4 separate regions of the Drosophila melanogaster genome follow, and regions 1, 2 and 3 are each linked to region 4. Evidence: chromatin contacts called from public targeted proximity ligation data. All regions are on one chromosome and are shown on one strand. The core of a region is the stretch at or near the end of the contact, and the rest is flanking DNA. Distances in the headings are between cores, read along the strand shown.

Region 1 (6,332 bases), core at 3,030-5,529, 300 kb before region 4:
TATTTCAGCAATATGCCTGGAGGCCAATGGATATGCGAGCACTGCCTGGCAGCAGCCCCAAAAGCACAAGAATCAAAAAAAGAACGAGCAGCCAGTGGTGGTTCAGAGTTTGGACTTTGATTATCGCGTGGATTATTTTGCCAAAATCGATTATTTTGTGGGCTCGGAGGCCGCACAGCCACAGATAATGGAGGCGGGCACCTACAATTACGGTTTCCATGTGAAGCTGCCCAAGAACTGTCCGGGGAATTTCGAGGGGGGCCACGGACACATACGGTACACACTCCAAGTGCTCATCCACAGCAGTGCAGATCGTCCGCTGGAGGTGCTCCATGTACGCCAGCTGCAGATTTTCCCGCAGAACTCTCTGAGCCAGGAGACGCGGAGCTGTGAGATCCAGATCTATGAGCAGACTCCTCGCCTTAGATTCTGGATGAAGCCACTTCATCTGCAGCTCCAGATTCCCAGGCAGGGTTATTCGCCAGGAGCAGGTATTTCTGTTCACTTAAAGCTGCATAACCCGGAGAAATTGACACTTCGCGAGGCGGTGTATTCCCTCGTTCAGATCAGCACTTACGTTGCCCATCTAAAGAATAAGCCCAAACGCTTGGAGACCAAGGTGGAGCGACAAACTGTCCTAAGCAGCCGCCACGAGCTCCACAACCTCCCCCGTGGAGAACTGCAGAATTTTCAGCATCTTCACATGCTGCAAGTGCCACAAACAGCGGCCACATTGACTGTGGCAGGATGTGCCTGCCTGCAGCTCAACTACGAGGTGGAGGTGCTGGTCACAACTCAGCAGGAAAAGCGCTTAATTGCGGCCCGGATGCCGGTCATCATTGGAAATGTGACGCCGCCCTGTCCTGGCAAACTCCTAATGCAAGAACCCATTGATGGCACTGCTCCGGAACCAACTCCTCCAGTCGAAACAGCATCAACATTGATTCCGAATTTTAGCATTTCCACCACATCTTTGGGTACGTCTATTCCCGATTTATAGAATATCCGTTTGCATTTTATATTTCGAATTTCTTTCTAGCTTCGAATTTCCGGGAAGCCGAGTTCATGGTAGCCACCAATCTGAATAAGACCAACAAACATTACTTGTCCGGCGAACAGTTGGATTTTAGACCACGCTATGTCTACTACGAAATGGACCAGACTCAATCGGAGGAAGTGAAGTCTCATTAAATGCACGCCACTATTTTATTTTACTAATTTATTTCATTCACTAGCAAAATTACACAAATATATATTATTCCATTATCACAAGTGGTAACTGATACTTTTACTGGTGGCAATTTTAAATCAAGGGAATGATTTATTTTAAGAATCAATATCATATACCTAGAACGATCTTTTAACGCATTCACTTTCAAGTACCAATTTTGAAATTTTGTTTATATTTAATAAAAGAAATATTGATGTGTGGGTATTGATAAGTAAGTGATAAGTATTGATAAGTGTGTTCTATGTGGAATCGAGAATATTAGCGATGTGATTCGATATTGTTGACTTAATTAGAAAGGATTTGCATAGAATCTGATTTATTGCCCATTGCCCAACAAATATATTGTAGTTGAACCTACAGATAGAGTTGGATAATTCGTCACATAAGTGCGAGTGTTACGCTAAGAATTTCGAATTTAAAATATATTTTCAAGGAAATTTTGTTCATTGATGACTTTCTAAACTAGAAAATTTGGTTGGATAACTTATATATATTCCTAAGATTTAGTTTCACGATAAACGGTTAAACTATGTTTATTGGTAACATCCAAAGCTAAATCAAAGTAAAATCATTTTATGAGATTATGTCTTCTTTTTTTTATGAGTTAGTGTTCCAACCGTACGATTGTGTTGGACGGTCAGTATTGTTTTGACCGACCAATGGGGCAGTGGGATCATGAGGTAGTGACAGAACGGGTACTGGTTGATTGGTAGCGAACTCTTCAGGGGGTTGAGGTGGAGCCGATGGCATGGCAAAGTTGGTGTACATGGGGTAACGCGGAATAAAGTCATCCGTGCGATTGTGCTCATCCTGATCGATGTCGATGAACCTTTCACCAAAGTTTGTGGCCTCCTCGAAGGTTGGTGGCTCTAAAAACATGAATAGTATAAGAATTATACAATGATCAAGCACCTTTAAGCATTTACAAATTCAAATGAAGAGTATCTATGATTTCGCTATATACTTACTGCACTTGTCATAACTGGGAGGCAGATCTGCGGCGGCTCCGGCAGGAGTGTCCGGCGTTTCCGGTATCCACTGTGCTGCACTGGCTGGATTCTCGGCACTTTGGATCAATGGTATGGTGCCAATTACAATCGGCACCTCAAAGTCCGAGTCCACGTGGCAGTCGCCAGTGCTGATCGTGAGGATAACTTGGTAACTAACCGAAATGATGCCTTCGGTGCGGGAAGAGGGCGGTACTGCTGGAATAGCCAGGGTTCCTTCAATTTTTTTCTTTGAGAGCCTCAAAACGCGCTCCTGCTGGCAACTTTTGTTGAGGCTGTGCTCCTTTTCGCGAGTTTTGTGGTGCGGCGTTTGAGCCTGGAATTTGTAAATCTGCTTAAGTTTCAGTTCGATCCCATTCAGATCATAGCCACTCGACTGGTTGTCAATCTCCAGAGTAAAGCGTATCTTCTGACCAGGCGCGTAACCACCGAAGGGTATTGTTAATGTCGATAGAACCGGGCCTGAACTGCAGGGCCAACAGCAAAAGTGCTTGATGTCCTCTCGGACTAGGGGCATCTGTCGAAAAAGAGTGTGCATTTATTAGTTCCTAGGAATAACTAATATTACCTAATTACTCTTATTGATATAATTTTAAAGTTTAATTAACATTTTTTTGTTTACATTTCTACAGGTTAGGATCGTAAAAAATTTATTTTTAATTTATTTAAATTTTTTATTTAGTCCCATAGCTTTGGTTTGAATGAACACACCCCTTGTTTGTTTAATAACTTCGGAATTTACGTCCATAAGGCACGCAATGTTTCTATACTTGAATGACTCGTCTAATTGTCCTTAAATATCTGTCGCAGGACAATTTAAAACTGCATTGATTTACTACCGATTAGTGCAATCTAAACTTTTAGTAAACTGTTCCTGTCCTTGGACTCACCAGCAATTGGGGGCTCATGTTGAGGTTGTAGGTCTGTATGACCGTCAGTGGCTGCTTGAAGACGTTGTTGAAGCGCCACTGGCGATCGATGACCACGGAGACCTCGTAGAAGATTTTTCCGTACTGGGCCACCACTGATGAGGGGCATTCCAGGGGCAGTGGAATGCAGAAGTTGTAGGTGTGCGTACCTGGCGGCAGATTCCCGGATCCAAAGACCGATGTCCGGGTGTACAAGTACTGCTGCTTGCCTCGGAAATACTCCGTGTAGTGCTCGGTCTTTCCACCTCTCGTCCTTGTTCGCCGCTCATCCCATCGCACCTTTGCCTCGCCCTCGAAAAGAATGTATACCTCTAATCAGAAAGTGAAAAGAGAGAGAGTGATATTTGAATATGGTTTGTATCCGAAAACGAATCTTTATATGTTGAACGTATGTGAAAGCCTTCTTCGGACTCCGAAGGAGTTGCTGTAAGTGCAGAATGAGATTACGCCAATCAAAAATGGAACTGAACATGGAAATTGATACAGAGCACTGTATCAAATACTTGTTTGCTTGTATACATACTTTTGTTATCTTTTGTAAAGCTTTCAAGTTTGTTTTTAGAATTGGCTATTTGAAAAACGCAAAAATTGATCAATGAATTTGTAGTTAGGGGCGAACTGAGCTCATCAGGGCATGCAATTTAGGATACTAGGAATTAAACATTTGAGACAATTAAAGCCACATAAATGGTCGCTAAAATCCTTCTTATATAAGAAGCAAAACACTTTATGGCGCTACAACAAACTTGTTTGTTTGCTGCATTCTATAAAACCGGCTTGGTGTTATCACAGAGTCAACAGTGATTACGCTCAAATTAAAAACATATCAGTCCATTCGCTTTTTAACGACTAAAACTCACCGTTCACAGACTTTTCGGATGTTGTTGTCAGAATGGCCCTTCCATTGACCGTCTCACCACTGTAGTAAATGGGTTCGCGGCGATCGAGCTCAAAAGAGCAGCTGGAAGGCATTTTGGAAATGCAATCTATTATTTAGTATGTGGGTGCTGGCACATATATTTCGAAATTCCAGATCTTATTCACTGGCGACGCGCAACGTGAATTTATTTAGCACCAGACAAGCGTCGCACCCGAAGTGAGAATTTAGAATGAGAATAGCCGGTCTGCAACAGCTGGGATGTCAGTGACATCATCACTTGGCGAGAGCCAAAGCTTTTCTGGTGAGCGAGCTTTTGGGGCTTCCGCTCACTAAAAAAAAAAAACAAAATTGAGAGGCATCGGATTTTGATAAACGGTTCTCTTTTTTGTTTGTTTTGTTACGAAGAATAAGGCAACAACAAATCTAAAAATTTGTAAACAAAAATCAGGTGGGTTCTGTGAAAGCTCTAGTTTAGTTGAGTTGTTATTATCGCGTTGTTATTATTTTTTGGACGAAATACGGTGAAAAAGAATCACATCAAGTTAAGTCGTCTATGGACTTAAGTCTGTGATAGTTGATTACGTTTGTTAATGATGATTTGTACTCATTTACAAACGCGCAAAAGTCCAAGAAGTTCCTGATTTTCTATCGTGGTGCGTAGCAACCAAAGGGTATCTTGACAGTCGAGAGAATGTTTGATCAGTATTAAGGCGATAAATGCATGTCCGTTTCTATGCTATATATTCTATATAATTCGGAATGGGCCGGATCAGATACCTGTTACTCAGATAGAGAGGAAGTTATACATTTTTTTTTTGCATTTTAATGGAAATTGTCAAGCAATAGAATTAGAAATTGGGAGCATGTATGCGTAAATCAAAATTTCTAGCTCTCATAAGTATTTAAACTCACGGACTGAGCTAGAAGTCCTCCACTCAATTTAATTTATAAATGAATAAATAAATTTGTAGTTCAATGCCTTCATGGACTTGGTTGTCTAGGCTATAGTCGCAATTTATCGCGTATCACCCAGTAGACACTTTTATATTCTGGGTTGTTTATCATTCCGATATACATACATATATAGTAAACATTTTGGTAAGTACACTGGCGAACCGTAAAAGAAATAAATACTGCCGAGATAAGATATAGTCGTGATTTTTCGCGATAACTGCCCTCAGATCTGCACGGGTGACTCCACTGGTTGTTTCTCCGGTTGTTGCTTCGACTGTCCAGGATCGGCAGGACGTCTGCGTCGGCGGCGCCTTTTCTTCTGGGGAGGATTTGGCGGCGGGCTCTGGAAGGTGTCCACATCGAAGACCGGATAGCGTGGAGTAAATCGGGAGGCCTCGCTGACCGTGTTCGCGTCCGTGTCCGCAATATCAGTGGTCATGAACATGGCCTGCTCGTAGGTAGGAGGAGCTATAGAAAAAATGACATAAAAAATATGGAGAATGAAGAATGAAACTATCGCCTCACAATAGCATAACAAAAATATAAAGAACATATACATAAGGGCTCTATTTAACATCTTTCATAACAAAGTCCTAGCTAGAAATATTTTGTTCTCTTGTACTCACGTAAATCTGGTACGAAATCGTCGGCGGCCTCCAACTCATCATCTCCATCCTCTGGAAGCTCGAAGTCCTCTAGATCCTCGGCCATCTCGTAGCCGGAGTTGCTGACCCCGCTTGCGGCCATCTGAGCCAGTTCCATGGCCCTTGTAGAGGTGCATGGCAAGTCGGCAGGCAGCGAACTTCCAGATGGGAAGGCGTTAGTTGGCAGGAAGTCCGGTCCGGACACCGCAGTTGCCAGGGGCACGTTGCCAATAGTCACAGGGATTATGAGCCGGGGATTAGCCATAAGCCAGTTCATAACAGCCACCACACGCACTTCGTAAGATACGCGCACCACCTTGCTTAGGTGCTCGCAGGTGGGCGCCGTTGCCGGAATCCTCAGGGTTTCCGTGTAAGTCCTCTGCGCATTATGAGCCACCGGACCGCACTCGCGCTTCACCAGCATTATCTTCTCGGATGTGGTGCGTAGCGAGGGCGTATCCGCCGTGTATGTGGCTCTCAAATGCAGCATGATCAGTAGCTTCCGACAATCGGAGCTGGAGTCATTACGCACATGGGCGTGGATCAACATGAACTGACCCGGAACATAGCCCTGCTGCTGGAGAGTGACCTTCAACTGCACGGGCTTCGTGTGCATCAGGCAAAAGTGTTCCACGGCTTCATTGCTCGCCGGTTCCCGGAGCATCTTGGTCTCCTGGTTCAAGTCCA
Region 2 (6,023 bases), core at 226-2,725, 470 kb before region 4:
TAAATCGGATTTGGATGAAAAATGTATCCCCTTGCCTATGCAATATATACAGTTTCATGCAAATCAATGACAAAGCCTTCCGCTCTCACTTTCGTAAACATTTTTTAAATAATATGTTGTAGTACCCTAGTATGCAATTATATTAAGTTTTCACATTACCTCGATGATATTGATAGTTAATATAATAAGTAAGTAATTTTCTTTAAATTCAATTTTTGTATGAGCAAGTCAAAATAATTACATAAATTCATTAAATTTAAGTCACTTTATCACTTCATTTATTTAAATATTAAATTAATAACTTTTGTCTCTGAAACACTAAACGAGAATCAAAAACGGTTAATTAATGAGTATTATCTTAATGTTTTCTGATCGCTGAGCCATTCATTCCCCTACAATTTGGTCACCAATGGGAAACTACTGAAGTACCGAAGGCCCTTTCGAAATCGATTCACTGCCCAAAAATCGAACTCTCGACCATTTTTGGTTACCTTTTTGGGAGTTGCGTGCATCGCCTGAGGGAAGTATCTTTTAATGGAGCCGAGCTTCGGCAAAATTATCTCCGCCGTACTGTATAAACGATCCTGACTAATATAACGGCTGACGATGAAAGGGGACCTTTCAATGTGATAAATGCGAGTGCGACACACGCAAATCGCTGCGTCTAAAGGTGGCATAAATACGCGGCGCAGGCCGAAACCCAGCTGAGTGGTTCGACCTATATCGTCGGCTAGACGCCCAAACCCGATTCGATGCTCCCCATATCTGGCGCTTCTTCTTCTCGCGCCACGCGGAAAGAGAACGGAAGAGAGAGAGAGAGCGACCAGAGTGCAAATTTACGATCGGCACATGCAGGCGGGAGACGTCAATGTACGGCAACAAAGTTGCTCCACTCGAGCTTCTCGCAGAGATTCGCAAAAAAACACGCGAACTTCAAGAGAGAATCGCTCAGAGAGGAAGAGCACGTCTTCGATGTTTTATGCTCCCCATTAATGGGGCAAATGCACTTTACACTCTCGCAGACCCGTTTCTCTCCGTAACTCTCTGTTGCCCAAGATGCTTTCGTTTGAGTTCTTCACATACCAACGTTGCTTCGAGCTTATGAGTTTGCTAAAAATCGTGGGAACCGATGAAAGAAATGCCCTTCTATCGTATAAATGTTTCTGTTTAAAAACTATTTACTTAGTATTTAAAATAATTGACCGTTTTTCGTATTTCACATATTAAATAGCAACACAGAAGTAATGAATATTTTAAAACATTTTCCGTTCAAATACATAATTTTTTAAAATACATTTTATTTGGCTGATATTAGCGGAAATTAGCCCTTAAAAGTATGCAACGCAGGTAAGGAGAATTAAGTATCCGCAGTGCGGAACCTATATTTTTCGCGGCGAATTTAGCTCATATTACATACGATTTAATAGTTTGCAATACTTTTTTATAGTTCATAGTTCATATTGTAAGAATTGTGTTTAAATTATGTTATTTTTAGCATGGTTTACTTATGGAAAAGAGCATAGTTAAGGGTTTACAATGAAAACGGTCAAATAAGGGTATCCATATCTGGTACCAAACCAATTTGCTTTCTCCCAGTTGATGTGCAGTGCATCCAGCAGTCGAGCAGGTTGGATGCTCGCACTCGTTTCTTTTTTCGCGGTGCAGCAACCAGAGTGCAAATACAAATAGCAAGAGCGTTGCGTCGCCAGTCGGTGGGCCCGTCTCTGTGCCAGAAACACATGCTCAGTTTTAGGTCCGCCCGTCCGCCTGAATGTCCGTGTATCTGTCCGCTGTCTTTTGGTCTGCTAGTCGGACTGGTACTGGTCCGAGTGTTAGTATCGTGCACGGGGAGCTTTAGCTTTGTGGCCGCAACCAGTTTGCTGGCATCGATCGTCCTTTGCAGGTCGTGCATGTCGCGTTGGCGTCTCGCGCCGTCCGCGTTCCGTGCTCGAAATCACAATCTCAAGCTGAAGTGAAAAGAACTGGAGCGGATTCGGTACAAAATTCTGTGCGATAGTTTTTAGTTGCTGTGCGAGGTCCGAAAATATCTCTAAAATGCGTTGACCTACAGGGAACCAGATCGAGCCGCGAGTGCCATGCTAAACAAAGTCGTTTGCGGCTACAGCTTGTACGGTTTAAGATAACAAATAAAAGAAATAAATTTTTACCGGCTTCACACTCTCACTCTCGGTCCACGAAGCACTCCTGACCGTCTCGTACCCAGCCGATCGGACTCCCCGTATCTCATCGAGTTCGCCGAGTGCTAGTGCTATATTCTCTCACTTTGCTTGCATAACCAAGAGCAAAGCACACCTCGCGGAGGCAGATCGCAGATGCAGATACAGATACATATACTGCTAGTGGTCTAGTAGTGGACCTGGAGATACTCTAGCGAGTGCATGCAATTGGCATTGTACCTGGTAAGTGAACGATGAGTTACGAGCGCTCTGCGGCCAAAATGTGCCACCACTCCGCTCCGTTTTGCCACCTTTTTGCCCGGCATTTGGGGGCGTTGCAAACTGCCTTGTAATTGCCTGACATAAATGCTCGTGTGTACAAGGCTTAATGGCGATAGCAGCAGGTACGCTCAGCGATTGCCATCTACAACTGGCGGTATGACTGCTGAATGGGGGGGAGCCAGGGGTTCAGGCTATTGTCTGACTTCCAAATTAAACAGGAAACGAGCAACAGGTCGCGTTTTACAGCCACACTATGAGACTCCCGCATTAGTTTCTAAGATTGGGATAGCGTAGGCCATTGCCATTGTCGTTTGCGATCGGCTATCCTAGATGACTGCATACATATAAGGCAAATTGGACCAAGGTCTAAGTGGTTATGAGGAAAATGCAAATGACAAATACGGAAACCAACTGGCTTAAAACGATAAACACGTGCTGAATATTTTTATTCAAATTAAAGTTGAAGCGAAGGCGTTTCTTGTTAATTTTAAAGCTTACCATCGATTATTCACGAGTGCTGCAATTATAAAAAATATATGTAAATTAGAACTTAAATTTTTGCCAATGCTCATTGTGTATAGCGCGAAAGGACAGTTTACCTTTAATATTTTGTGTTATCTTGGGGATAATTATTCATTTCTTTTGGCTATTATTCTTGTCATTTGTAGTCGAAATAACATAGTTAGCCTTGCTAAGTTAAAACTCATATTTTAGTGGGCGTAAGAGATCATTAGTAGAAACTGCAGCTTGCTTTCACTCACGAAATCTCGACTTTCATGAAGACGGATGACGCAAATGGCAAGATCGAGTACACCTGTCTGTAGTCTTAAAAAAAAAGGTATAAGAACCTAGCATGCCGTTTGACTCCTCAGCAAACATGCAGACTTTTTACTCATAGATTTATATTAAGTAAGTTATTAAACCATATTAGCAAGACGAATATTTTAGTATAATATAAATCTGAGCTTGGTACATTTTCCCAAGAATATATACAAATATAAAATACCTGTAAATGCATTTTTCTTAGTGCACAGTTATAATGATCTGTACTCAACTTTTTAAGCTGCACCCCACTTGCAATTATCATATAATCGACTTAAGGTGCTTTTGCCATTTATAACGCCGAGCTGTCCTTGGCCCATTAATAACCTGAAGTGGGTTCTTATCGTGATCTCTTCCGCTTTAGACAAATTAATTGAGCATACATGCGCAAGCTGCACATTTTTTATGCTCGCCCGTAATCAATTTAATCCGCTTTTCCTTTGGCAACTTTGACCACTGTTTCCCTGCTTATATTTGTCATTATTTCCACCAAACACAAATATTGAAAACTGATAGCCAGCAGGGTCTTTCTCTTAAAGTGGCTCTTCGGAGGAATTATTTCTCTGCGGGTCTCTCAGCTCATACAAATTAGAGGCGACATGCAAGATAAGCAATCTTGTGCAGTTTTTAAACACACAGGCAAAATAACAACATTTTGCCGTGGCCAGCGGGAGGCGGTGGAAGAAGGGGGCGGGTATCTGGTGCTAGCACGAATGTGAGACCCGTTATCAGCACATCGTTCATGCTCAATTTACCCTCCATTTAAATACAGGGTATTAACTCTTTAGACTCCGAAATTAAGTCATTACAGCAAACGAAAATTGAGACAGACAAACGCTCACACTACATGTCACCTAGCTAATAGATTAAAATTCTCATCGATACTGGCTTTCGTCTATGTCACATATATTTCTCCCTATCTTTCGTTCATTAGGTTCTAATCAATCGTCAAACATTTTGAGTGTGAATCTGTGTGCATAGGCAAGTTCAATGAGTCACCATAATGTCAAACTAAGTGCAAATTAGATTAAACACGAATCAAACACGCCAGCAGGTGTGGAGAAAGTGGACAAGAAGTGTAGAAGAATCTTATATTCCCTATCTATATAATATAGAAATATTAACCACATTCTTCCCATGTATACTTTTTACTTATATTACTTATATTATTTGGTTTTTTTATTATTGATATGTAATTGATTGATGTAAAGCTTTTTTTATTTTTGTGCTTTAGAGGGCCATTTATCGATTTACGAGTATCAACATATTTATAGGCTTAACTTATTTAAGCAGGTAACAATATTTTGGTTCTTTAAGTTTGAGTAAACCCATTAAATTAAAAAAAATGTTTTTTAGAATTCCTCTTTTCCATTAATTGTTATTATATTTTAATATCTTTCTAAAATTGTTATATATCATATGTATATATGTATATAATATATTTACGCACATACATAAGTTAAAAGAGTAATAGAAATGCCACGAATTGCACTTTTATTTCCAACCTAGTTAGATAAGAAGTATATACATATACTATATTTCAATGCCATACCTCTAAAACCCATTTCCAATAGCCCACTTGAAACCATTTCCTCGTATGTAGTGGTTATCGACTGACTGACTGTATATAAATGATTGGAGCTCCTTTGTTAGGTAGTTGCACAAGCCTCTAGAAGACCATTATACCGGAGTACCGTCCACAAATATCCACATCACTCACACGCCCTTTAGAACGAAAAACTAAGCAAAACAAATGCAATAAAATTCGCAGCGCAAAGCGGGCAAGCAGAAATGCAAAAAAGCAATTAAGAGGCGGAAGGCGAAACTAAGACTACGTCGAGCGCACTGCAACTCGAACACAAACAAGTTGCAAGGCGACTGCAACCGGCATCACAACACACTCCAACATTCACAAGTGCAGGGAAAGCAGCGACACCAACGAATCGACAACAACAACGCCAGCCAATGTGTGTGAGGCTGCCTATGTACTAGTCCGTCCGTTTGTCTGCGCGAGTGTGTGTGTGTTTGCTGCATGTGCCAGTATGGTGTATGGTGTATTGGTGTGCAGCCCCCACATTTCTCCAAATGCACGCAACGTCGACGCTGCACAGTGGAGCCAAATCATAGGGCTTTATTCACAAATATTGAAGCCTCCTACATATAAAAAGATATTTTCTGAACTTTTACTTATGTTTTCATGTGTTTCACAGTTACAGTCTTGGGAGTTCAGGAGAAAAACTCTTTTCGATCCACGTTAAACTTAAAAGACGACGATTTTTGAAAACTGGTAACATAGAATAAATCCTAAATTCAAGTAATGAATGGTTCCTTTGGTAATTTGAAGAGACCATAATACGATTTGTTACTTCCTTGGTCCCTTGTTAAAGCTATTTTAGACCAATGAATTAAATAAATCCAACTTCAAGAAATCCAACAAATTCAAGAAATAAATAGTTTCTTTTAAAATATGAAGAAAACGTAATACTAAAAAAATAAATAAAATAAATAAAATTGGAAGCCCAGCGTTACTCAAGCATCCGTCCAAACTCGCAGGATTATCAAGGACTTTCGGCCCACTGTGGCTCAGTTTGGTGCGCTGCTCTTGCTCTCTCGATGCGATTTTCGGTTCCGTTTCGTTGGCGGTGCCCGCTTCCACGCAAACACAGGCAAACATCGCACAAACACCAGCCAACTGGCGCACACACACACCATCGCACATCCGCGGGCCGGGCACCAATACTG
Region 3 (5,753 bases), core at 723-3,222, 310 kb after region 4:
TTAAATACATAAATAAATAAATGTGTCGGGTATCGAGACTCCACTGTAGTGGGGGACCATTGATACTTAATTTTAATTATTATTGCCCACTTGTGTAGCTGGTTGAAATATTCTGGGATCTTTTCAATCGGTGTAAAGCTCATTAAGTGCTGTTGTTTCCGTGAACACACAACTGGTTTTATCATAGGACAAAAGTTGTTAACAAAAGAAAATAGAGAAAATAGGTAGAAGAAATATATTTCATGCTACCTGCTGACGTCTTGTAAAATGTACGGACTGACTTTTAACTCAGGTTTAATTTATTTAGACTTTTGGTAACTGAATTGAGCATAACGTTTTGGATAAAGTAATCAACTTGAATAAACAGCACATGTGGCCAAATTTTGGGTTATATTGGAAATTGGTTTGCGGCAACTGCAATACAATGTTTATGTGACAAGTAACGCCCCACAATATTGCCCTCTTTTATTCCCATTTACTCGTAGCCATATCTGATGAGTCATCTGAAAAGTGCCAACAAGCTAAATAAAAGGGGGTCAAAATGCGAGCAAAACTAGCCAAAAAAACAGATTCCAACGGGAATGAATGTCGTTAGGATATGGAGCTCTTTAGAAGTATTTGCAAAATTCAAACGTGTAAGCAAATCCAGCAAATTAGGGAAGACTCTTGCATAAATTTAACAAGCAATGACACCGTGACAAACACAATCCCTGCTTTCGTAGGCGTTTTAAGCCATTCAAAGCCCCTACAAACACACGTGCACCCGTGGGAAAGTGACGTAACATTAGAGAGAGAGAGAGAGTGTGTTGGTAGAAAGAGAGGGGAGTCCAATCAATGACGAACGGAGTCCACAAACACCAGCAGCTGAGCCACAGATGCAATTTGAGGGTGGTGGTTTGTGTTTGTGGGACTTTGTGGACCGTAATCAGTGGTTTCGTTTTCAGAAAACTTTGTGATTTATCGCACAAAAACAAAAGGCACGTGAAAATGGAGCGAGGAAGCCAAGAAACCCGAACTGGTTGCATCTGAATGTTGTTGCTAAATTACTTTTGCAGCGTACTAACTGTGCCGATGGTTTTTATATTTAGGCTACATTTAAATTTTTTATTTTCTTTGCTAATTTGTTAGGCACTCCTTACTTTAGTATATTATTCATTCCAATTTTTATTATTATTAAAATTTAAGTTAATTTCTAAACAGATTTTATTGCGACTTATGTTTGCAAATAAAAATAAATTAATTTTAAAGCGTTACAAAGTAACAATAATATTTTCGTGTGTTTGATGGGTACATTTCCACTAGTAGCACAAGGCTGTGCCTCTTTTCTCTCTGTGTTATAACAAGGAAATGTAACGGTGATTTACGCAATGAAAGACCAAGAGAGTGGGCAAGGGAAAGAGATAGACAGGGCAACTCACAGTCCAAGTGCTTCTTCTTCGGGCCAATGCATTCCTCCGTGGTGGCCTTGCAAACGGACTTGGCGAGTCCTTGGCCCGCAAGGCTGTGACGGGCGGCCAGCAGCCTGTCGTTGATCGTTTGCCCTGCCATGGTCATGATGAAGCTGTTGCTGTTGTTGTTTCTGCTGCCGCTCGCTGGTTTTTATTTACTTGATTAATTTAATTATGCACCAAAGGAGCTGACCACACCGACACACACACACACTCGAAAGCAGATACAGAGAGAGGGAGAGAGAGACACACACACACACGCGTATGGGGCGAGCGAGAGACAGAGAGGTATTGATTGATTGAGAATATTTCGAACGGGAAAACTCTGCTATGCGAGCCTCACGATTAAACTAACAGTAAAGATTTAGTGGTTCCTACGTCACAATCACTACACAATTTATCGCCGCGGTTTATGCGCTCTCTAACCGGTGCCTAACGCTGAAACGCGATTTTTTAATTCTCTATTTTTCCTCTGCCACAAATCGATAATGGCGACTGGCAAATGGAGCGAGCGTATGAGCAATGTCCTAAAGCGTCCACAAAGTGGAGCTAACGCGTGCAATCGACTTGAGTTTACGGCGTTAGGTGGGAAAATATCGATTGCCATAACGTAAGCGAATACGAAATAGCTGAACTTAGCTTTTACGATGTGTTCATATAAGTTCTGAAAATAAAAAAAAATAATGATAAATAAATAAATAAAAATATAAAATATTAAGATACTATAAATAAATCTTTTTTTATAACTTAGCACTTAAAATTCCCCAACAGCAGTTAAAAAGTAGCTAGATTTGTCGGAAGTGTAGCCAAACGTAACGTAAGCTAAGGGGCTGTCAACAGGAATTTTTAGTTTCGAGTAGGCGGTCATACTGGTCATTAAAATAAATAAAATTATACTAAAAAACAGTAGTTAGCACAATCAACAGTCTCGTAATAAAATTGTAAGATGTTGAATGGACAGATTGCACACAGTTATTTGGAGAACTCGTGCACGCTGATCATACCCCGCCCGCCTGTCCTGAATCAGTCCTCAAAGTCGGCCCAGCCAGCAGCAGCTGCTGCTGCTTCTTCTTCCGCTGGTGAGGAGTTTGGTCAGGAAGCGGGGTCGGGGTTGGCGGAAGCGGAGGCGTTGCATGTGGATCGCATAAGAAACTGCGATATATTCGTTGACGCGCACGATCTTTATTTCTACGCAGATGTTAAGCTGTACAAGTGAGTCACATCCGGCAATCTGTCGTGCCCATGGTGGGCCATGGTGGCGAAATTCCAGCGATATCATTGCGTACTTGTACTCCCTTTTCGGACAGATTCCACAGCCGTCGCACCTTCGACTTGCGAGAGCTGAAGACGCTGTTGATAAAGTTCAACACGACAGAGAATCACTACCAAATTTGCCTGCGCTGTCTGCCCCTAACAGCGGGTGCCCAGGAAGGACCCGGTGGAGAAAGAGGCGGAGGCGGTGGTACGGGGGATGCAGCCAAGCAGTGGAATAGTCGCAAAGAGTACATAGCCGCATTCCTGCACCTACCCACACTGAGTGCCAATTTGCCGGACAAGCAGCCTCTGGTGCAGGAATGGAAACTCAAACGAATCACCGATCAGTGCCAATTGCAGCTCGACGACCACGAGCGCACCTACAAGCTGACCAACAATTTTGGGTACGGCTATGCTAGCGAATACAGCGGACCGCTAGACCTGAGTGAGGTGAGTTCAATTGGTTAACCTGCTCTTCCGCGCACTAAACACAGATGTTTTCACAGTTGGACAGAGCCACGTGCCGCGTGTCGGAGCCACATCGCATGAGCCCCATCCAAAGGCGGCAAGAGCGCGTGGTCGATGAGATGAAGCGCTTTTCCCGCGAGCAGTACAAAATAAATTTTGTGGAGCTACAGGTTCCGTCCGGTCACCAGAATCCTTTACGCTACAAACCGAAAATCTACGAGACTTCCATGACCCAGGAGCAAGCGCATCTGCTGCACAACATCAGCCGAATGCAGACACGGGAGCAGCAGCCGTGCGACGTTTTTCGGCAAAACGAGATCGATTGCGGGCTGATAAGCATTCTGTTGGCCATATGCTATGATGTGCGGACGACGAACAATGAGCCGACGTGTGAATCGGGCTGGACGCGAAGCATACTGTGCCCGCTTTATTGCTACTTTGAGCAATTCGACAACTATCGGGACGTACTGGTTGCCTTCCTGCGGCGAATGATCACCTACCCGCTGTACCGCAATTTCGAGTTGGGCCGCCAATGTGTACGGGATGCCATAGAAGTTTTAAAGGGCGGTCGCAACTGGTTAATTAATCAGCTGCTGCTAACGCACCAGCAGTTCGCCAGCAGTGATCCCAGTCGCGATAGCTTCAACAACTACTATTTGGAGGACTATATACGATATGTGACCAGCCCGAGCGCCTGCAGTGATGAGCACATGCGCCTTCTTGCCCGCAACCTTAAGAACGTGCTGATGGACGTAAACAAGCAACACTTGGGCCTGGGAGTGACCGAGATTGAGACTGAGCTGATCAAGGAGCTGATGCAGGAGATGCGCATCGATGCGGGAAGCCAGGGTTCCTCGCCGCAGCAGCAGCATGGCGATGATGACTTGGACCTTGATAACGATACTTCTGGACAGGAGGACGAGACTACCACTGATGATGAAAGCGTCATAACTGACTCCTTCTACAGCGTGGACATGGACATGCGACTGATAGAGAACGAAATTGTATATGAGGATGACGAGGAGGACGAAGATGACGATGAAGATGGAGATGATGATGAAGATGGGGATGGGGATGAGGATGAGGATGAGGATGAAGACGAAGACGACAGCAGTTCTTCCACAACCACCAGTAGCGAGGCGGAGGGAAACAGCGTCATCGAGCAGTGCAGCAACAGTGAGACAGCAGCCAGCACCACATAAATTGCCACTTATGTCGAGTTCGGCAAGTCCTGCTCCTGCCTTGCCCAAAACAAACAAGCAACACAACCAACTTAATGTCAAAGAACGGAGGCTAAACAGTGATTACTTTTAAAATTAAAACAAAGTAAAATACGAAACTAAAAACCAAGCCAAGTAAATGATGTAAGTTTACACAAGAATACCCAAAAAAGAAGAACTTCTTATATCTTAATTGTACAATAATTTAACGAAAAGCAAACTCAAAGATTTGTTCACGCCAAATGCGAAAAGATATTTGAATATTTTTTCCCCTTTGCTCTACAATTACTTCGATTATAATTACACATACAAGTAAATCAGAACTTTAGCATTTAGTATGGCATTAGAGTATGAAACATTTGAATTTTGAATTCTGAAAAGCGAAATCTAGTTGTGCATTTGTATATACATCTATCGATATTGTTGGTGCTGCAAGCAAAGAAAACAAAATATGAATAAAATAAAATGGAAATGGAAAACAACCTCCAAACTTATCTACACAGTGGGCAAAAGTCATTAATGATTTACATGTTAATGTTGTATGAGTGTCTTATAAAAAGAAAGACATGAAGTATGAACGAAAATTCTAATAAAATGGATAATACATATTTTTTTAAAAACATCGCGACATGAGTTCTTTATTATTTTATTCTTCGTATCAACCAAGCTGTCGTTTAAAAAAGTGACAAATAGGTAGGTAAGCTTTTTGAAGGAGAAGTTATTTTTCATTTTACTTACAAACATTTAAGTATCAGTATTTAAAATGCATATAAAACATACTGTTACTTTTAGTACGCTTAAATCAGAAGATCAGATACTTTGTATCTTCAACACAATTTTGATGGTTCAATCCGATAAGAAAAACATTTGCTTGGGTTTTATTATCTTTTCTTTATTTATCCATACTCACATACATACATATATGCATATCTATGTACGTTTTAAAAGCTAATTTAAATATTTATGGACTGTTAATTGAAGAACGCATCGTATTGCTGGTGCTGCGGATTCTGTTGATGCTGATGCGCCCTTTAATTACGATTAGTGTAAAGCTACAATTTACAAGTTAAACTAACTAAACTCGTATGCATTTTGAAATCGCCAATAGAATCGATACGCCCAGCGAGGCCAATTTGAGTTGTGGAGCTGTTGTCAATTGGTTCTTCTATAGGGTGTCTGCTTCTGTCTCAATCTCTCTCTATTTACACAAGTCACAAATTGTTTAACAAAAGGTATGTGCTTTTAGATTACTTAACCACTACATTCAACATGGCGGCCATTTCGATTTGAACAAATTTTTTGATATTGCGCCGGTTTCAGAAAATTGCTTGCTCCATCTGATTTAATGTGATTGATTCAGGAT
Region 4 (5,808 bases), core at 1,269-3,768:
TATAAGTCTTAAATGTTTCTATGAATCAAAAAAAGAGTGCCCAAGTTTTTTAGATAGGACTGACAAAGATATTCCATATTGCATTAAAGACAGACTGCATTTTTGGTCTGTTCTAAATCAGGCAGCGTAGATTTACATAGGCATACCCTGAATAGATAGCGCATATTTTAAATTTATGCAATATCTTATGGTAATGCCAATGTGTTCATTTATTGTAGAATAACTTTTAAAAAAAATATTGAATATATTGCAGATGGTTTCCCACGAGTACTTCTGGTTCCCAATATACCGCACAGTATTGTCCCGCCTGCAGTACGCTCGCAGTGCGCCGACGTATTTGTACCGCTTCGACTTCGACTCCAAGCACTTCAACCACCTGCGCATCCTGAGTTGCGGCAAAAAGGTGAGGGGCACGTGCCACGGCGACGATCTGTCCTACTTGTTCTACAACTCGCTGGCGAGGAAGCTCAAGAACCACACGCGGGAGTACAAGTGCATCGAGCGGCTGGTGGGACTGTGGACGCACTTTGCGGCATGTGGAAACCCCAACTTCGATCCGGAACAGGAGGACCTGTGGCAGCCCGTCGATCCTGCGGCCGTCGAGAAACACCAGCTGAAGTGCCTTAACATATCCGACGAGCTGAAGGTGATCGACGTGCCCGACCTCAAGAAGTTGATGGTCTGGGAGAGTTTCTTTCGACGCGATGAGCTGTTGTAGGGATCTGCAGGAATCCATTTAGGCTAGACATGCAGCTTTAATAGTACAAGGGTGGGGGTCACATTTGGAGACAAGATAACTTGAGCTTTGAATGCAATCTGATCATTACTTGGAGTGAAATTTACAAAATTCAACATAATTTTTGTCTCTGTCATCAAAAGGTCTTTATTCCTGATGGAGAGAACCACCGCTTTATGTGAACATTTTGAAGAACTTGCCCTCAGATTGCCCAACAGACTTATTTTTGGCAAGAATGATAAGTGAACCCACCCTAACCTTTTACGATTGGAAAAGCTTTACGTTGAAGCCTATGTTTGAAACAATGCAAAGCGTAGCTTTAGACATAAAATATGAGAGTTTATTGTTAAGTTTGTCAACGAGAAGAAGAGTTCTAGGTGTGTTAAAGTTCATCCGTTTCTTACTATATCTTATCGGATCGAATCTGTAGTCTAAGCAGGCTGTTCGTATATAGTCATGATGCCGCACGACCTATGAGTGTGAAACAAGTCGCAACTGAAGTACCTTCTATGAGAAACTACCAAAACCCACTAAACCAAACTCGACAAACAAGACAGCCAAGGAATCTGAGCTAAGATCTTATATTTAACGTTCCTTTAAGTCTCGCTGATATCTTTAAAAGCCAACTAATATCAAACGTATTTTATACAACTCATTTTATTCGAGATCGTTTTAAGTACTCAGCACAAACTTGAGTTAGAAGATCCAGTATATTTTCTTCCAGTATCACGAACGCACACATTTACAAGAAGGGAATTTCCATTTGAGTTTTTGAGATGTATATTTAACTGAAACTACTAGTTAACCGTAACCAATTTATTTATATTCTTAGCCTAAGTCTTTTTAGATATATATCTTTTGTATGCATAGGTTGTTTTTGGTAAAATGTTATATTTGAACAAACGATAAACCTGTCCAAGTTTTACATCATTTTTAGAATATAAAATAATGAAAACAAAAACAAATTTTTTGGAATCGTTTATGAATGTCCACAAGAAGATGACGATTTAAGGCAAATAAATAAAGCTACAATAGTTTGCCTAAGAATTCTCTGTGTATCCGAATTTGTTGGAAATACAAATATATTGTCGAAAAGCTTCAAAGTCATGTGATGCAAAACACGATGAAATTTAAAAATGTATTTTATGAAAAAAAAATAAACTTTGTGTTTTGAAACAAAGAAATAATAGATTTAACAAGTGCTTTGAAATAGTTCTCACACAACCGAAATGAGAAGGTATTGGGTATCTCTACTAAGGCATTTTAGCCTCATTCCGAACAAAAGTGTACCGAAAGTCTTCACCAATGGGGATTTCATTCAGCAGTAAGTACGATAGTTTACTCCTCTAATGAAAAACGCAAACTCAACACATGTGGTTGCATATTCATTACCACTCACATAAAACTCAATCGAATTTTTGTCTGGGCCCCATGTGAGTTATCAGACCTACTAAATAGCCACAAATTATCGCAAATGCGTTGATGCGAAAATGTTATACTTAATACAAATCGCGAGATGAAATACAGCGTGACTAATTCCTTGCTAATTGGAACCTTTATGTTTTGCATTTGTTCGTTACGGTGATTAGCTCTAATAATTGTATAATAATGTCCAAAGTGAATGTCAAGGTATTGTAATCAAAGTTTGTTTGATCTGTTATACTTAATGCCCGGCGGTTGGGCAAATATCTGTGAATCAGCTGTCGAGTGCTAATAGTTAGTGCAATCCAACTGAGTTCACCAGCTTGCTATTTCTATATCTGATCATGCATCTGTGCATCAGTAAGATTTGGGACACTCAGCTGGACAAGTCGAAATGGATGCACTTCTGAAAATTGTCTTGTTGATCAGGTAAGATTATTTCTCGATTAGTAGGATCATAGTTAAGTTAAGCACTTTGTTTTCAGCTTGTATTTCATTGCAATAAGCCTGCACTTGGGATTGTGTGACGATGTTCCTTCCGCCGAGGCAGACACAGTGGTAACTGAAAGTGAAGAGCACTACACCGCATCCGATGACTTCGACTATTAGGTGTTACGAACAAATCCCCATTAAGTTCAATCATGAGTAAATAAATGAACAATCTTTCAGCATCGAGACAGCTTTTTAAGTGACCAGTTTCAGCGGTAGAAAAACTACATCTATGGCACACACTTAGGGCCTTACTGGGACATTTAAAATATGTCTTATCTATGTGAAATTTATTTCCAAAGTATTTGCAAGTCAAGTACTTATCTATTTTCATACCATAAGTTCAGTGTCACTCCATAATATGCTGATATAAAAAGATACATATATGAAATTAAGTTACTCCTCTCTTGTTTGTTTAGCTACTTTATTCGTTATAAAAAAGGGAACCGTAGGTAATTTCCAAAAAGAAAACAAACAAATTGTATATGTAGGTTTTAATATAATCACTAGACGAAAGTTCATACAAATGTATATTTATTTTCCTAGCGAAATGTGTATATGTGTTTTTTAAGTGTATGTCTAAGGGGCTTTCCTATTTTTAGGAAGGCTTAAAATTGCTCAAAAAATAGTTAAGAAAAGTAAATTAAGTTAGTGCCCAAGGTTATCTTGAGGCGTTGGTTGTCATAGGTTTAATATTGATTTGTAAAGCTTGATCACACTTTTGGGTATCACAACACTCAGCTTTGCAGCGCGCATTAAAAGCTTGTGAAAAAACTTTTTTTTCGATAACAACGATAATGCGAAATAGTTTGGAAGCTCAACTAATTGATACCCAGGGCCATATATTAAAACTCTGAACTTTTTGATGTATCAATATCTTGTATTAGAATCTTACATAATAATATAAGATCATCAATGTAGATGACAGTCCACGTAGTGACAACAACTTGAGTGTGCGAAGTCAATGATCACTATCCGAAAAAAAGCTAAAATTTAAAGAAAAGAGAACATAGTCTAGTCGCTACTGATAATGGATTACATTACTTAATGTACATAAGTGCAAGGTAGATTAAGTTTAGAAAATTGAAAGTGACCGCTTTCGAGAGTGCCATCTATGTCACAAAGCGGCATAAGATCTTAATTTATAAAAATTTACAATGCAAAGAAGAAGACTCCAGTTTGATCTAACCTACCCTACGCTTAAGATAAAAGTGTAGATTCCTATTAAAAATATTATAAACTCCCATATAATCCCTGATACATGGGCCTTTATGAATTAAGATGACTGTGTTACGCTACGACCCCCTTGTATACAAACACATACATACATATCATAACAGTAAGAAAACTCGGAAAGTAAACGGTGAAACCGGTAATGTAGAGGGCAGATAGTTGCTAACCGAACAGCTGATTCATGTGAGAATCGCTTCCGCTGTGCAAAAGCACTGAGAGAAAGAGAGAGAGAGTTTGGAGAGTGGCAATAACGCCACCGCTCCAAAGCTTCAAATATTAGTATAAACAAGATCCCGAGACACCGGTCAGTTGGTGCCACACGCTCTTGGAGAGCGCTCTGTTTGTTCCGTTCAGCGATTAGCGATAGTTTTGTTCGAGCCGGTTGTGTTAACTTGGCTAGCTTCGGGTTTATTGTGACACTTTCCCCAAATCGATCGTTTGCGAAGCGTGCATAGCGGAACATACATACATAGATAACCAGCGTGTCTGGGTGTTCATGAAAAAGAGTGCGTGATATGGGATTCGATATGGCAACACGCTTTATGGATATACTAAAGCTGACCTTTAAGTGAGTTTTCCCAGTCAGTGTCCGCTTCTTGCTCTTGCGGAGCGTTAAACGGTTTTCTGTGTTTTGAGGTCTCGCGTCTTGGTTTTGCAACAGCTTCTGCCCAGCATGCATACAAATGCATACGTGTGCACTGGGAAAATAGTGTTGCAGAAGTGCTTGATTTATAAATATTACAAAAAATGTGATGAAACACTTTTTATTTTCTTCAAAAAATCAAGAATAAATTAACACTATCCTGCTCTAAAAAAACATGGAGATTAATTCAATTTTAATTAAAAAATAATTTGTTTTACAATTTATGATTTATGAATTTATGCACTCCTTGAAACTATTGAAGACTCAACAGTGATTACCATTTAATATCGTTTTGGATAAAAACTCCATAGATACCGGGTTTAAATATTTTTTATTTGATTACCCAATGAAATGTTTGCATTTTGTAACTTTTTCTCAGTGTAATGTGTGCACACATCAATTTATGTCTTGCGTTGGTGAAATTGTTGCGCAAACTTTGCTGCGTGTCGGTTTTTGTTATGTATATATGTTGCTTGTTTTCGGTTGTTTTGCATGAACTTAATAATGCTGCCTTTTCCCTGGCTCATTTCTGTCTGTTTTGTTTCTTCGACTTTGGTATCTTTCCCTGGGTTTTTCACCCATGAATCAGCGATACTTCCACAGTTGCGGCATTCGTTGGTTGTTAATGTTATTTGAATTGTGTTTGCTATTTTTTGCACGTTTTCGCAGGTTTATTAGCAGTTTTGCGGGTAGTTAGTATTTTTAACATAAATTATTGCATAGCCACACACAATTGTGTTAATTGCGTGTTTCTATATTTATTTACTGCCATATATTTGCTTTCAATTGAGGAAATGGGTGAAGTAGGTTAGGTCAGTTAGCAGTGAATCAGGCCTATGGATAAATTCATCACCAACATCATATTATTAAACATACAAACTAAAATATATAGAGGAATAGAAAAATAGCGGAATACAAATAAAATTAATTACCAAGACTTTACCTTTCTTTGAAGTGCCGAGCTGGTCTTTTATGATTACCCAAACAACTGATTTAAGTTGAAATTGCTGATAAGTGTACTCGTAAACAGATATAATATTCACTGCTAGTTGAATTCATAAATTAATGGATAAACGTTACCTACATTATACGACTGGCTCAAATCGTACATACATATGTATGTATGTATGAATGTCTGTTTTAACATGCGGAATTATATTGATAAGCTGTTCGGGTACAGGGTTCATTTCAGGTGATAGGTCTGCCATATTTTCTGCCCTATGGGCATGACATGGCGGTTTTTACATTTTTACATTTCTTTTCACAAAAGATACATTACCGATAT

What was found.
Region 1: a contact with region 4 is called in a targeted proximity ligation map of the Kc167 cell line, with 7 times the contacts expected there. A contact is called at or near these places in 7 of 107 Hi-C or Micro-C datasets (the Clone 8 cell line, the Kc167 cell line, the S2 cell line and 2 more) and 3 of 7 datasets of targeted methods (the Kc167 cell line and the S2 cell line).
Region 2: a targeted proximity ligation map of the Kc167 cell line shows a contact between it and region 4, with 5 times the contacts expected there. A contact is called at or near these places in 1 of 107 Hi-C or Micro-C datasets (wing imaginal disc) and 1 of 7 datasets of targeted methods (the Kc167 cell line).
Region 3: a targeted proximity ligation map of the S2 cell line shows a contact between it and region 4, with 3 times the contacts expected there. A contact is called at or near these places in 3 of 107 Hi-C or Micro-C datasets (all in the S2 cell line) and 2 of 7 datasets of targeted methods (the Kc167 cell line and the S2 cell line).

The regions. Positions count from the first base shown.
Region 1 is chr3R:7,792,016-7,798,347 of dm6, reverse strand. CG2641 reads right to left here and starts at 4,279. Exons shown (of 4, transcript NM_141480.2): 1 at 4,028-4,279; 2 at 3,129-3,478; 3 at 2,200-2,755; 4 at 1,749-2,100. The coding sequence starts at 4,139. The coding sequence ends at 1,829. It overlaps CG10086, which reads right to left. Exons shown (of 3, transcript NM_141479.3): 2 at 5,628-6,332; 3 at 4,865-5,469. The coding sequence ends at 5,225. CG18744 reads left to right here. Exons shown (of 3, transcript NM_144390.3): 2 at 9-977; 3 at 1,040-1,270. The coding sequence ends at 1,191.
Region 2 is chr3R:7,962,860-7,968,882 of dm6, reverse strand. It overlaps dsx (doublesex), which reads left to right and starts at 1,475. Exons shown (of 5, transcript NM_169202.1): 1 at 1,475-2,420.
Region 3 is chr3R:7,183,213-7,188,965 of dm6, reverse strand. It overlaps lap (like-AP180), which reads right to left and starts at 1,972. Exons shown (of 11, transcript NM_079528.3): 1 at 1,419-1,972. The coding sequence starts at 1,554. CG10055 reads left to right here and starts at 2,293. Exons shown (of 3, transcript NM_141446.2): 1 at 2,293-2,660; 2 at 2,756-3,152; 3 at 3,209-4,865. The coding sequence starts at 2,395. The coding sequence ends at 4,372. sas (stranded at second) reads right to left here. Exons shown (of 11, transcript NM_001275408.2): 11 at 5,264-5,753.
Region 4 is chr3R:7,489,981-7,495,788 of dm6, reverse strand. CG42656 reads left to right here and starts at 2,518. Exons shown (of 2, transcript NM_001202263.1): 1 at 2,518-2,587; 2 at 2,644-2,828. The coding sequence starts at 2,553. The coding sequence ends at 2,767. alpha-Est10 (alpha-Esterase-10) reads left to right here and starts at 1,944. Exons shown (of 4, transcript NM_001260033.2): 1 at 1,944-2,060. The coding sequence starts at 1,966. alpha-Est9 (alpha-Esterase-9) reads left to right here. Exons shown (of 4, transcript NM_169187.3): 4 at 254-1,868. The coding sequence ends at 718.